Linked DNA regions of Triticum aestivum: region 1 is linked to region 2. Evidence: chromatin contacts called from public Hi-C data. All regions are on one chromosome and are shown on one strand. Each heading gives the region's core, a stretch centred on a gene start, on an enhancer-like site or on the middle of the called end of the contact. The rest is flanking DNA. Distances are from core to core; before and after follow the strand shown. Region 1 holds the start of LOC123151588 (cytochrome b561 and DOMON domain-containing protein At4g12980). Region 2 holds the start of LOC123151578 (type II inositol polyphosphate 5-phosphatase 15).

The links. Hi-C and Micro-C count contacts between places; a contact is called where the count stands out from the background.
Region 1: a Hi-C map of leaf shows a contact between it and region 2, with 3 times the contacts expected there. The contact joins the promoter of LOC123151588 here to the promoter of LOC123151578 in region 2. A contact is called at or near these places in 4 of 5 Hi-C or Micro-C datasets (leaf and an unstated tissue) and 1 of 1 datasets of contacts at active chromatin or transcription factors (leaf).

The regions. Positions count from the first base shown.
Region 1 is chr7A:248,201,409-248,208,628 of IWGSC CS RefSeq v2.1, reverse strand. It overlaps LOC123151588 (cytochrome b561 and DOMON domain-containing protein At4g12980), which reads left to right and starts at 3,813. Exons shown (of 3, transcript XM_044571272.1): 1 at 3,813-4,553; 2 at 5,292-5,546; 3 at 5,676-6,234. The coding sequence starts at 3,933. The coding sequence ends at 5,981.
Region 2 is chr7A:248,050,708-248,058,233 of IWGSC CS RefSeq v2.1, reverse strand. LOC123151578 (type II inositol polyphosphate 5-phosphatase 15) reads right to left here and starts at 1,526. Exons shown (of 11, transcript XM_044571260.1): 1 at 411-1,526. The coding sequence starts at 1,260.

The DNA of each region.
Region 1 (7,220 bases), core at 2,564-5,063, 150 kb before region 2:
ATGAATTATTAGCATTTGTATTACTCTTGAAGAAGAAAGACAATAAAATAATCTAAAACAGGAAATAACAAAATCTGCACATAATTTACAAAAAGTTACGCTTTTTATAGTATGCAAGAATAATCATATAATAGTAAAACTTTCACACCAAAAAAGTTTCTAAGAAGTAAAAATTTAGTGCTAGCGGTATTACTCTTAAAGAAGAAAGGAAATGAAATAAAAGCCAAAACAAACTCAAAACTATGAAGTTTTCCACGAAAGAATAAATTAGCGGCAGTGATATTACCTTTTTAAAGAAAAAATGAACCTAAAAAAGAGAAATGAACTAGAAAAATTCAAAATAATGAAGTTTGCAAAGGAAGAATGAATCAGTGACACTGATATTACCCTTGAAGAAGAAAGAAAAAAAATCTAAAACAAACAATGGTAAAAACTAAATACAATAAACATAAAAATTGTGCTATTAAAAACATGCAAGCTTAAGTATATAATAGTGGGATTTTCACAAAAATAAATTTTCCTAAGAACAAATGAATTAGTGGCATTGGTATTATCATAAAAAAGGAATAAAAATAAAATAATAATAATAATAATAATGAAATTTATTAAGGATGAATGAGTTAGTGGCATTGGTATTACCCTTTAAGAAGAAGGAAAATAAAAGAACTGGCAAAAGTTTTGTAGTGAAATTGCACTTTTTATAATTTGCAAAGGATAATCATATAATGGTGCATTTTTGGCGCATATTGTATAGTTTTTATGTGTATACATTTACGCTCCCAATATCTTGAAAATAGCCAAAAATAAAACCGATAGTTGAAAAGGAAAAACAGAAGAAAAAACACATAAAAACTAAAAAAAAATAGGAAAACAAATGGAGAAAGAGAAAGGCTGGGTTGCATAGATAACGGGTCGCGGCCCAATAAGAAATGAACTGACCGAAAACTCTGTTCATTCGACAAAACCAAGGCCAAAAAAGCACAGGGAAAAAAACAGAAAAAGGATGCACTCAAAGCATAGATCAACGACTAGTAAATGGACTAATCCAAATTTAATTTTCAAGCGACTCACATATAGATGGATTAGTTAAAATTTCATAGTTGTATCAAAAAAAGTTTTAACTTTTTGACCCAGAAACTCTAGAACAATTGTTTATATTAATTAAAATAAGTAAAAAGTTATTTAATGTGCAAACTACAAGCCTAAAGCTATCCAATTCCAGTTTTTCTAACATGAAGAAATTCCAAATTCTAGTTACTTTTGTTAAACAAAGCAAGCAATACATTGGTCAAGACAATTAATGTGTTGGGATTTAGTTCTGATCCTCATCACCAGCATATCTTGCATCAGTTTGAATCTCGAGGAATGCATTGAAGGTCATTTATTCTCAAATATCTTGCCATTTCTTTGCATCTATAAATTTCAGCAACCCATTATAATGATATCCATAACAATCTTTTTAGGCAGGGCAGATTTCAAGAGTCTGATCTCATCGAAAGTAGATATGCATGGAGGTCTTCGTGGGATGATAGTGTCCCAGTAGGCTTGCACAAAAGAGCAATTCCATAGCCGATGCAGGGTATTTTATGCAAGTACATGATCCAGTAACTCTTCATGTGCACACCCTTGCGCTTAAGGAGATTTCTGGAGTTAAGTCTATCATGCATAACTTACCAGAAGAAAATTTTATGGCTAGCAGCTTTCCAAAGCCGTTTGAAAATGATGTGAGCCTGACATTGATCAATCAAATGGTTGTACATTTTCTTGCATGAGAATTGCTTTGAATATCAAATATAAGCCCAACAATCATGCTCAAAAGTAATAGGGTGGTGCACCAACAAATGACTCAGATTCTCAAACTGGTTGAACGCCTGAATTGACAGAGGTATGTGGAAGCTTTCTGTGATGTCTGCCTGAAACAACAAAACCACATATGATGAGTTTTGGTTAATAGCAAAAGAGTACAATTCAGAATATTGCACTTTGAGTTGTTGATCCTTCCATTTGTGTTCCCAAAATAAAGTTAAATCTACAGATGGCATAGAACATGCGGCAACCTCTTTGAATAAGGGAAGCCGCTCTAGGTGAGACTGCCACCAAAAGGAGCCCTCAATTCTACCACATGGCCTCAGAATAGTATGATTCCGAGACAAGCTTGACCCATGACAACTCTTCCTTGTTGTAAAACTTGTGCAGATTCTTAATTAGGATTCCCAATCCTCCATGGCTTTTAGGCTTGTAGGTCTCCTTCCAAGCAATTAAAGCAGGGCCATATTCTTCTCCATGAACAAAATATGAGGTACTTATTAATTGTTGGGAATCGTAATACTCCCTCCATTCCCTTATACAAGGTCACAAACTCATATTACAAGTACCAAGATAAAATTTAATGACTCCTTTGCAAGTCAACTTTTCTTTTCGTTAACCGGGATCATTAATACACCACAAACATGCATCGAATGAATGGGAATGAAGTGGCTGAGTGTCATTATGACTACATGCATGTAAGTATTAAAAAGTTGCTAGTTCAAGGAAACATCATTAATTTTTGCCTCGATTACTGTTGATGGCCTTGTATTGATGCAAAATGTATTTTTGACAGTGACCTTGTATAAGGGAATGGAGGGAGTAGAAAAAACCCGTCATAGGAATCAAGAATCATGATCACTACGAAGATGCATACAACGTTAGATCTGACCGTTACCAACTTCGAGTTACAGTGGAAAAATAGTTGGCATAGGTCGTTCTTGAAGTCTCTCGAACCGTCCCACAAACATATCAATATTTGTGTGTGTGCTTAAAGATATCGGTTCATAGGCCATTGTGAGATTACATCTGGAGGCTTAACTGAATAAGTAAGAGTAACAAGAGGAAGATCTATACAAGAAAGCCTTTTTGGCCAAACAGTGGGTAATAAGATTATTTTTATCCTAGGAATATGTGTGACAACCTTGTAAGAGTTGAGGTAGGAAGTAATATTAAATAAATTTGCAAGTAAACGTCTGCCCCCCCAATGTCTGTCTTTCAAATAAATTCTTCGCTTCAGCGGCATCAAGCAATATCATGCAATCATAATGGAAAGATATCAAGTTCCATCCCAAAGCCTTAACCATCGAAGCAGCCAGGAATAAACCCATATCTTCTGCCTGCAAAATAGAGAGAGAAAACATTTAAGGCCATCGCTTGAATGAATAGTGAGTGGTTATTCTCTTCATTCCTTATGAACACTGCAAAGGAAGCTTCGTTTCCCACCACCGCAGGATTAAAGGCCGCATCAACATAAGCCAAGAAGCATGTAGATAGTTTTCTGTTTGGAAAGAAAATCGTTTCTAGACTTCCAAATGTTCCATAGAAGAGTAAAAATGTAGGCTATGTTTAACAGTTTAAGTGGAGCTGCTGAGAGGACAAGATGAGCAGAGGGATACAAATTAGTTAGTAAGTGTTTGTGCTTAATTAGCGGAGCCCGGTAGACTAAACGGAGCACTTGCCACCCCTGAATCTACATGGCCGTGCAGGAATTTGTCATCACGTCCAATGTAGGCAGGTAAATATGCACCAAATCCATGAGCCGAACGAGTATAGTATAGTAGATCATCTTTCCGTACGTTACGGTTCATCATCATCAGTAGTAAACTGGGCAAGTCGCCGCGCAGAAACGGCAAGGAACGGGCGTAAAAACGGAACGTGTTTAGCCTTTCCTAAAGGCCCCAGACCGCGTCAACCCCCGCCCAATCATACGCGCCCACATGTCCTCCTCCCCTCCCCGCCTCCTCCTTTATTAACCGCGCCACCTCCTCCCCTGCTTCCCACACGCCCCGGCTCCAAAGCGCAGGCCTTCTCTTTCCCCACACCACACCACCCACCGGCCTCCTCCCACCCGAACCCCCATTAACCCCAGAGGAGAGATCCCCCGTCCTCTGACGCCAGCGGCCATGTCCGTCACGCGGGTTCTTGCGCTGCTTGTCGCGGCGGCGCTGGCGGCCGCGGCGCCGGCGCGCGTGGGCGCGGCGGGGGCGTGCGCGGCGGAGAGGTTCTCCAAGAACCGCGTGTACGCCGCCTGCACCGACCTGCCCACCCTGGGCGCGTCCGTGCACTGGACCTACGACCCGGCGGCCTCCTCCCTCTCCGTGGCGTTCGTCGCCGCGCCGCCCTCGTCCGGCGGCTGGGTCGCCTGGGGCCTCAACCCCTCCGGCGACGGCATGAGCGGCACGCAGGCGCTCGTCGCCTCGCCCACGGGCAGCGGCGGCGCGTACGGCGTCCAGACGTTCGACATCCAGGGCACATCGCTCGGATCGCCGGGCCCCATCGCCTACAAGACGTCCGACCTCGCCGCCGAGGTCGGCGCCGACGGCCGCGTCCAGATGTTCGGGAAGCTCGCGCTCCAGAACGGCACCGGGGAGGTGAACCAGGTCTGGCAGGTGGGACCGGCGTCGGGCGGGAGCATCGGCATACACGCCATGGCCGCCGCCAACATGGGGGCCAAGGGGAAGCTCAACCTCGTCACGGGGGCGACCACAGCCGTCAGCGGAGGCAGCATCCTCAGGAAGAAAAATGTGAGCACTCTACCCCGGAATTTATTCATTTGATTCCACATTTATGTCTCCATGCTCAAGTTTTTCCTTCCTTTCGAACGCTTCAATTTGGCAATCGTAACGCAAACTAAAATTGGACGAGGAGAGATATTCTATACAGAAAAAACTTGAATTGCTGGCAAAGTAATGGGGACAATTTTCACCTTTTAACATAAGCTCTAATTTTTTTTAGTATCCAACTTTTCTACGAGTGAGTAACTGTAGCTGTCGAAGCGGTTTACTGCAATGTTTAAACAGGAGTAAACCGCATGAACTAGTGGCAACAACATGGAAATACAATCAATTTTGTATGCTTCTAACGGACACCTCACAAGAAAACTGTGCCTGTTTGCCATGTGAAATCTCACATGCATATGCAAGATTTCAACTCTAGTGCCCCGGTTGGTTTGAGTTGACTTGTATCTGAACACACATCAGCTGTATAATTTCCTCGTAAAGTTGACTCTGTGTGTCACATGGTTTTGTCTGTTCCATGCACTTTGAAAATTTACACACTGGAGCTGATATTTCCTTGCCTAGCCAGTAGATTTCTTCCTGCCTTGGTGGACTTTACCCTTTGATCAGTCTAATTGTTGATAGCTACATTTGCTTGTTCATTCATGGCATTGAGATGGAAGTATAAAACAGAGCATACTGAAGTAGGAGTACTAATTTTATCAAAACATTGTCATCCTTACCCCTGTTTTTTTTTCTGTGCAGACCCATGGAATTCTGAATGCTGTGAGCTGGGGGATTCTTCTGCCAATGGGAGGCATAGTTGCTAGATACCTCAAGACATTCAAATCAGCCGACCCTGCCTGGTTCTACCTTCACGTTGCTTGCCAGCTGATCGGGTATGCTGTGGGAGTGTCTGGCTGGGCCACCGGCATTCATCTAGGAAATCTGTCCAAGGGAATCACCTACTCGCTTCACAGGAACATCGGGATCGCCGTATTTGCTCTCGGTACCGTTCAGGTAGATGATCTCCACATTCCCAATTCCTCTCTCTATCATCTGCTAAAATTGAAGCATTTTTGTGCAATGCCAGTTGCCTAGCTGAGCAGAGCTTACTAATGCTGTGACCATTTCTTTCTTGTGCAATAGATCTTTGCGCTGTTCCTGAGGCCGAAGAAGGATCACAAGCTGCGGGTGTACTGGAACGTGTACCACCACTCGGTGGGCTACACCATCATCATCCTGGGCATCGTCAACATCTTCAAGGGCATGAGCATCCTGGACGTGGCGCAGAAGTGGAAGACGGGCTACATCATCGCCATCGGCATCCTGGGCGGCGTCGCGGTGGCGCTGGAGGTGATCACCTGGGCCATCGTGCTCAAGAGGAGGAAGACGGAGGACAAGGCCTACAACGGCGGCGCCTCCAACAACAACAACGGCCATCTGCCCATGTGATGCGATGTGATGTGATTCTTTCTCGGTGGCCGGAGTCTGTGGGCTGTGTTGAGCTGAGCTGCGTGTGTGTGAGCATGGATTGGCAGATGCTATGTAGGTTAGGGCCGGGCCTTAGTGGCCTTCGTCTCTCTGTTTCTTTTTTTATGATGATGATGATGATTGATAGATGTGTGTGTATAGTACTGCTGCACATTATATTAGTTATTATATACTGGAATGAGAGAGGTGATGCCGGTCGATGCATACTTGGGTACTTGTTGTGCGTGCATTTTGGTACGTTTTGGTCTGAAGTACACTTGTTGTGGCATATGCTGTGTTGATGATCATCATCACCCACTTGTTTTATGGGGCCATTTAGCCATGGCCTGTTTTTGTGATAGCCGGGAGAGGTGTCCCGGTGGTGGTGGTGGTTGGTGAAGCAGAAGCAGAAGCCGGGAAGATAGAAAATGTTTCTGCCAGTGAGTGGAAGCATGATCTCTCTAGAAAGGAGGTGACACGGGCAGCAGGCGTCAAGTACACTGAATTTGTTTCTTCAAGGCCGGGGAAAGCGAATGCAGAGTTCTTTCACTTTTGTATTCCCCACAGGACATTTGGTTGTTTCTGGTGCTAGTGTACGTACAGTATGTACTATAACTTTCCCACTCCGTGAGTGGGCCTACTGGGTGGCGGATCTGTCCATACGTGTCCCGGTACGAATGAACAAGATTGGCAGTGGCGTGCAGTGGGTGGTTCACTTGAGCCGAGAAGAGAAGCGAACGGGTGAGGAATTGGAGAGGGCGTGTGTGGCGCTAGATTCAGTGCAGGTCGATTCATACATACGGACTTTCTCGTGACAGAATAGCTTGTGGCAACCGCAAAAAGAGTACGGAAAGCCAAGATGGAACATGGAGACGTGCCGCCTAGCGCAAAGGATCGTTTGCAGGCTGCAGCGACCCATCGAGACATACATTGATTGATATCGCTGGTTAGGCTGGCTGACGCCGCCTTGTCCCTTTTCCATTGGCGGCTTTGATGCTGGTATATTTTCATGCATGCAAGAGGACCATTGTTGCACCTCGCTTGTTGAACGGAAGATATGCGAGCAAACGTTCGCCTAGCGCGAAGTCCCTCATGGGATCGCGCTGTCCCTTGTCCATTTGCGGCTAATGCTATACACTACAGGACTTATTTTCATGCAAGAGGAACGCTGTTGCATCTCTGCGTGTTGAGCGGAGAATACGCCGGCACGGCAATGGCCCA
Region 2 (7,526 bases), core at 277-2,776:
GCTGTGATATCATGCTTGCTTTAATTTTCTGTAAATAACCTGATTGATGATTAACATCAACGTGGTTGTACATGCTTGTTCCATTATTATGACAAAAAAATATAGAACCAGGATGTCCATCAGTATGGGAAAAAGCTAATTTTATTCTTTAGAAAGGCCAACTCTACCGTCCAAAACTTCTCCAGCCTAAAGTAAAAAAGGTGTAAATGTGCCAAAAGTGATATTGCCAAGATATCACTCGGTAGTGATGTAAAATTAGCTAATCTGACCATTTCGAATCGGCTAAATTGAACATTCCAGTTATCTTCGTGCCTTTCAGCATCGTGCCATTGTCGGATTGTGCTCATTTGCTCAAAGCTGTCAATGAAAACCAAAATTGCTAGGGGTGAACAAGGAAGCGAGCTTCTCACCGTATGATGTGACAACCATGGAGAGCACCGGGGTGCGGCTGTGCGCCTGCCACGACAGGCCCTCCTTGAACATGGGCGCATTCTCGCCACCGTCTGATGCAGCTGCCGGCGCCGTGGCGAGGTCCATGCGCCACGACCGGATCCTCCCGTCCTTGTGACCCGTCCACACGAGCTTGTTCGCGCTGTCCACCGCGACGCAGAGCGCCGGCGGCGTGGGCACGGACTCCGTGAACGGCGCGGTCTCCTCGTCTCCCCGGCGCGCTCCCGCGACGCTCCCGGCGAACAGCTCGTCGAGGCCCCAAACCCGAACCCCGGACTCGGCTCCTGCCCAGAGCTGGCGAAGCTGCGGCTCGCACGCGAGCGTCCGCAGGAAGGAGCACACCTGCGTCTCCCGCGGCGGGTGGGGCCGCACCTCGAGCGCCGGCGGGCGGCCAGGGTGCATGGCCGCGCGCAGCGGCACGCGGAAGATGCCCTCGGCCCCGCCCGCGCCGACGAACTCCGGCAGCGCGCCCCTGCCGCCCGCGCCCCCGTGCTCCGACGTCGCCACGGCCCGCTCCAGCGTCACCGCGCCGCCGGCACCGCCGCTGAAGGAGGCCGCGTGCAAGTAGATGGACTCGCCGCCGCGGCTGTGGTGGTGGTGAGGCGGGAGCTGGTGGGGGTACGACACGCTGCGCGCGGGGTCGTGGCGGTGCGCCGAGGCGGAGGCGATGGGGTCATCATCGAGGCTGTGCGAGCTGAGCGCGGCGTGGCACGCGTGCGCCGCCTGCGCCACCGCGTCCCGCGCCAGCGGCTGGCTGTAGGATATCCCCTTGCGCTGCGGCGCCCGCCCCCGCTCGTCGTCGGGCTCCATGACCTCGCGTCCGCGCGCGCGCTCCTGGTCCGGCGGCGATTCGAGCTCGGGCGCGCCCGTGAGGCGGAGACGGCGGGAGAGGAGGCCTGGACGGAGACAGGAGCGGAAGGGGGAGCGCCGCGCCGCGCCGTGGAGGCAAGGGAAGTCCGGAGGGGAGCTGGTGTGACAGTGTGCGGGAAGGCTGTTTGTTTCTGGTTATATGGGTGGATGCCTCGTGGACCGGGACCATGGGGAGGCACCGGCCGTGGCAGTGGGAAAGTGGGGGGCGTGGGGAAGCTCCTCCTCGCCGTGATGTTGGAAGCGGCCCGAAGAGGGAGGTTGGTGCTGCCCTGAAAGCTACGGCTTTCCCAAATGGATCAGGGTCAACTGTGTTGGGAAACGAGAATTCTTGCAGGGGATTGACAAATTGTTTTGGTGTGCAACTGACGACAGCCGTTCGTTTAGCTCTATTCGCTACTCCTACTCGGGCTGCTGATTTTCTTCCCCATCTGTCCGCATACAGGGGCATCAATCCGCGAACACGAATGTGAAAGGCCGTCATCTGGTGTTAGCCGCATACATTTCAAATTCTTTTTTAACAAAGCGGATGAAATTCATGCAAATTCGGTCGGATATCATATAAACATGAAGGATTTCATACAAATCATGCAGAAACGGTTATGTTTTAAGCATATTTTCAACTAAAAACAAAACCGGACTAGTCTACGACCGACGCGACGGGATTCCAAAGACATCTCCATAACCCGTAGCGGTGAGCCTCGGAGGTATATGCTTCAGCGCAAAGGACAGCTTGTTTCCCCACCGCTCATCGGAATGGAACCTGTTGAATATATGAGCAAATTACTACGAGATTTAATCCGAATAAACAAAAGATAAATCATGACAGCACTAGCAGAGATTGAACTAATCATGCGAAGTAGCGTACTAGATGAACAGATCACATATAGGGCACATACTAGAAACATGAATTCTACCACAATCTCGAACAAGAAGGATAGAATTACATACGATGCAACGGGAGCAGCACCGCCGGTGTTGATGTTGTCGCCCATGTCATTGAGGATGAGATTGCCGAGGTCGGGGAAGAAGTCGTCGTTAGCGAAGTTGTCGCTGCCAGCAGTCGCGCAAGTGCGCTTCCCAAAAATCTGATCGCCCCTCTCTCGTACAGGATTACGAGAGGCGGGGTTTCGGAGGCCTGTTGCCCCTTGTCGCGGTGCACGCCGACTATATAGTGCGGGCCGGGTAGGTCGTGGGAGTAAACCCCACGTCCGAGTCGCGATCCAAAAGAATCGGAAACGGTTCAGTAATTAAGGCGTCCGTTAATTATTAATTAATGACTCATTATTTTTTCCCGAGCAACAAAAATATAGACAACATGCATAGCTCTGCCCTCGGCTCGGCTCAATCCCGCAATTCGCGGCGCGGCGCGGCACGTCGTGACGAGGCGTGGCGTGGCGAGCGAGGAGGAGGAGCACGCGTGCAGGTCTCATCTTCTCATGCTCATACAAGTGGTAGAAGAGCTCGCCTTATAAAGAGGTGCAAATCTCACTCATCTTCCGGGATGGGACTAAATTTTAATCTCACTCACACCACTCACATGTGTGCATGAATGGGCCAAGAGAATTTCAGAATTTTAGTTGGGCTTTGGGCCAAAAGCCCACTAGCAAATTCGAACAATTCTCCACAAACTCTCATTATCACATCTCATCATTTAGTTTCAAAATATTGTTTATATACCGATGCTTAGTGGAGACTGTGAAGTTGAACTTTCACTTAGAGTTTTATGCTACACTAGATCACAACTTGAATAGTGGACTATGCCTTGAACTACAAGTTTTCTACGAGACTAGTTTCACACATTCTTGATCGATACCGGGCTGCCGCAAGATTTCCTCACGGGTGGAGCGTATACGTCATACTCCAGGGCCTTTCATGAATTTATTAAAGAACACCCAATTCTCACATACTGCGACGTTAATAGTCAAATTCATATAGGTGTGTTCCTCAGGAGATGCTCTGCACGACAACATCTTTGCTTATTCAAATAAGCCACTTGGAACACATTAAGATAAATATCAACATGTCATGCAGATCACGAGAGTATTGCATCTTCACGGAGTGGGATAATTAAAATAGGGATATCTCCTCTCAACTGACCAACAACTTGTCTCCCAGTTCTACTTCACGGGATCTCCGATCACATAGAGTGGGTTACCACTATGCACAACTCATGCGGTGGGTCTCAAACCCATCTCCATCGATACATTATCTATCACATTACGTGATAGACCCTTTGTGAAGGGATCTGCCAAATTTTTCGATATTTGGATATAATCCAACGTAATAACTCCAGAATTCCTCAATTTTCTGACAGATTTTAGTCTCCTCTTCACATGCCTTGAGGACTTCACATTGTTCTTAGAACTGTTTTTCTTGACGATCACAGTTTAATTATCACAGTTCATCAGGATAGGGGTATTGGTTTTTCAACCATAGGTAAGTCCATCAAGAGCTCATGAAGCCACTCTGCTTCAACAGTGGCAGTGTCTAATGTTGTGAGTTCTGCTTCCATAGTTGACCTCGTTAAGATGGTCTGCTTGCAAGACTTTCAGGAAACAGCGCCACCACCAAGTGTAAAAACATAACCACTTGTGGCCTTAATCTCATCAGCATCGGATATCCAGTTTGAGTCACTATAACCCTCCAGTACCCTTGGATACCCGGTGTAGTGAATCCCATAGCTCGTAGTGCCTTTCAAGTAGCGCATAACTCTCTCAAGCGCATGCCAATGATCATCTCCCGGTTTTGACACAAACCGACTCAGCTTGCTCACAACAAAAAAGATGTCAGGCCTTGAGGCACTCGCCAAATATATAAGCGAGCCAATAATCTAAGAATAACTTAGTTGATCTCTAGCAATCCATCGATTCTTCGAAGCAACACACTAGCATCATATGGAGTTGGAGAAGGCGTGCAGTCGATATACCCAAAACGATTGAACATCTTTTCCACATAGTGACACTAAAGCGGTGTGATCCCACCATTATCATCTCTCAACAGCTTGATGTTTAAGATAACATCAGCTACTCCTAGATCCTTCATCTCAAAACGGCGAGATAAGAAATCCTTAACCTCCTTGATTAGATCAAGTTTGGTTCCAAAGATCAGCATGTCATCGACATACAGACAAAGAATAACTCCTTCGCTCCCACCATGGCAATAGTACACACACTTGTCACCATCGTTTACTACAAAGCCGACATCAGTTAATGTTCTTCCGAATTTCTCATGCCACTCCTTAGGAGCTTGTTTAAGGCCATATAAAGACTTTAATAACTTGCACACCTTTCCTTCCTGACTAGGTACTACAAAACCATCTGGCTGATCCATGTAAATTTCCTCCTTCAACTCTCCATCGAGGAAAGCCGTCTTAACGTCCATTTGATGAACGAGAAAACCATGTGAGGCAGCCAGTGATAGTAGCACCCAAATTGTGGCCAGTCTAGCCACGGGTGAGTAAGTATCAAAGAAGTCTTCACCTTCTTTCTGGGTATAACCCTTAGCCACAAGTTGTGCCTTGTACTTTTCAATCATAACATCAGGTCTAAACTTCTTCTTGAACACCCACTTACATCCTATAGGTTTGCACCCATAAGGACGATCAGTGATCTCCCAGGTTTCATTAGCTAAGATGGAATCCATCTCGCTACGAATAGCTTCCTTCCAGTAGTCAGCATCAGGAGATGCATAGGCTTCTGAAATAGTCTTGGGTGTGTCATCCACGAGGTACACAATGAAATCATCACCAAAGGACTTTGCAATCCTTTGTCTCTTACTCCTCACAGGATTTCCATTGTCACCCTCAACAGGATTCTCAATGTGTTCCATCGCAATGGTGGGTTCAGGAATTACAGCGAATTCCTCACTAGATGAAGTAGGTATCTCCTGATTTGATGAACTCGACATATCATTCATAGGAAATATGTCCTCAAAGAAAGTTGCATCATTTGACTCCATAATTGTACCAACATGCATGTCGGATACCTCAGATATTATTATCAAAAATCTATAACCAATGCTATGAAAAGCATAGCCCAGAAGAACACAATCCATGGTTTTTGGTCCAAGCTTGTGCTTCTTGGGAATTGGTATATTGAGTTTTGCCAAACAACCCCAAGTACGTAGGTAAGAGAGTTTCAACCTTTTCCTTTCACATTCCTCAAATGGAGTCATGGTCTTATGCTTTGTGGGAACTCGATTTAGTACATGACACGCAGTCATTAGCGCCTCCCCCCACTATTCCTTGGAGAGACCCGATGTGTCTAACATGATGTTAACCATATCAGTTAGAGTTCGATTCTTTCTTTCGGCTACTCCATTTGACTGAGGTGAGTAGGGAGGCGTCCTCTCATGGATTATACCATGTTCCACACAAAACAAATCAAATTCATTGGAAAAATACTCTCCACCACAATCAGACCTAAGCCGTTTAATTTTTTGATCAAGTTGGTTCTCTGCCTCAGCTTTATAGTTTTTGAAGAAAGTTAAAGCCTCATCTTTTGATTTCAGAAGATACACATAATAATATCTAGTGGAGTTATCAATCAACATCATGAAATATCTCTTTCCACCTTTTGCCAACACGCCATTCATCTCACAGAGATCCGAATGTATAAGCTCTAGTGGCGCCAAGTCTCTTGCCTCTGCAGCCTTATGGGACTTGCGAGGTTGCTTAGCTTGCACACATACTTGGCACTTGGAGCCTTTGACAGTAGATATTTTCATAATTAAATACATATTGGCTAGCCGCGTCATGCAACCAAAGTTACTGTGACAAAGTCATGAATGCCAAATGTCAGACTCATTATTGTGGCAAACATTATTAATAACTTTAGTGCAAATATCTGACGAAGACAGGCGAAACAAGCCTCCGTTCTCATAGCCTTTTCCAACAAATTGTCCATACTTAGAAATTACAACTTCATTGGACTCGAAAACCAACTTAAAAAACCATGTCGACATAAATGGGAACCCCTAACGAGATTTTTATTGATGGACGACACATGATGAACATTCTTCAGATGCACGGTCTTCCCCGAAGTAAACTTCAGATCGACCGTACCGACACCTCGAACGGTGGCATGTGACTCGTTCCCCATCAGCACGAGAGAAAGTCCATGTGACCTGGTAAGAAGAAAACATGGAGGCGTCACCACAAACATGTACATTGGGGCACCGGTGTCAATTAACCAATCAGGAGATTGAAATACTGAAAGGATGGTAGGAAGAATACTGTACCCATATTCCTTCATATCAGTATCACCGATGACAACATTAGCGTACTTTCCGCTCTTCTCATGTTCGCGCTCCTCAAAGCGATTAGGACACTTCGGAGCCCAGTGATTAGGATCACCGCAGACATGGCAAAGTCCCCCCTTCTTATGAGAATTCTTCTTGAAGTTGGTAGAATGTGACGGCTTGTTCTTTGTATCAAACTTGCCTTTGCCCTGAGTTTTGTTCTTGTTGTTTTTGAACTTGTTGGGCTGGAAGTTCTTCTTCTGTACCATGTGGGCACTAGAAGCTCCCTCGGCAACTCGAGCACGTGTGTCCTTTTCTCTCGCCTTCTCTTCAACATCAAGAGTACCAATGAGATCCGCAACGGAAAACTCCTGTCTCTTGTGTTTTAGGGAAGTAGCAAAATTGTTCCACAAAGGTGGAAGCTTGGCAATGATGCCTCCAGCAGCACACACTTGAAGTACTCGAGTTCCTTTGTGAGCGATTGTATCTCATGAGCCTACTGGACAACAGAACGCTCATCCGTCATCTTGTAGTCATAGAATTGCTCCATGACATACAACTCGCTGCCAGCGTCCGAGGCCCCAAACTCGGCCTCGAGCGCAGCCCACATGTCCTTGCTGTTGTCAAACGACATATACAAATCCATAATGGAAATGTTAAGAACACTCAGAAGGGCGCCTTTAAAGAGAGTATCAATCTTCTCAAAAGCTTCCTATTGTGCAGGATTAAGATCGCCCTCGGGCTTGCCCTTGGTGGCATCATAGCAGTACATGGTCTGGAACCAGTAAGAAGGTCTCGTGCGCCACCTCTTTTATTGCACCCCTTTAAAGGTAGGCAGCTTCAGATGCGCAGCAAAACCACTCGGAGTAAATTGACTACGATCAGGTTTTTGGATTGTTGAATATATGAGCAAATTACTACGAGATTTAATCTGAATAAACAGAAGATAAATCATGATAGCACTAGCA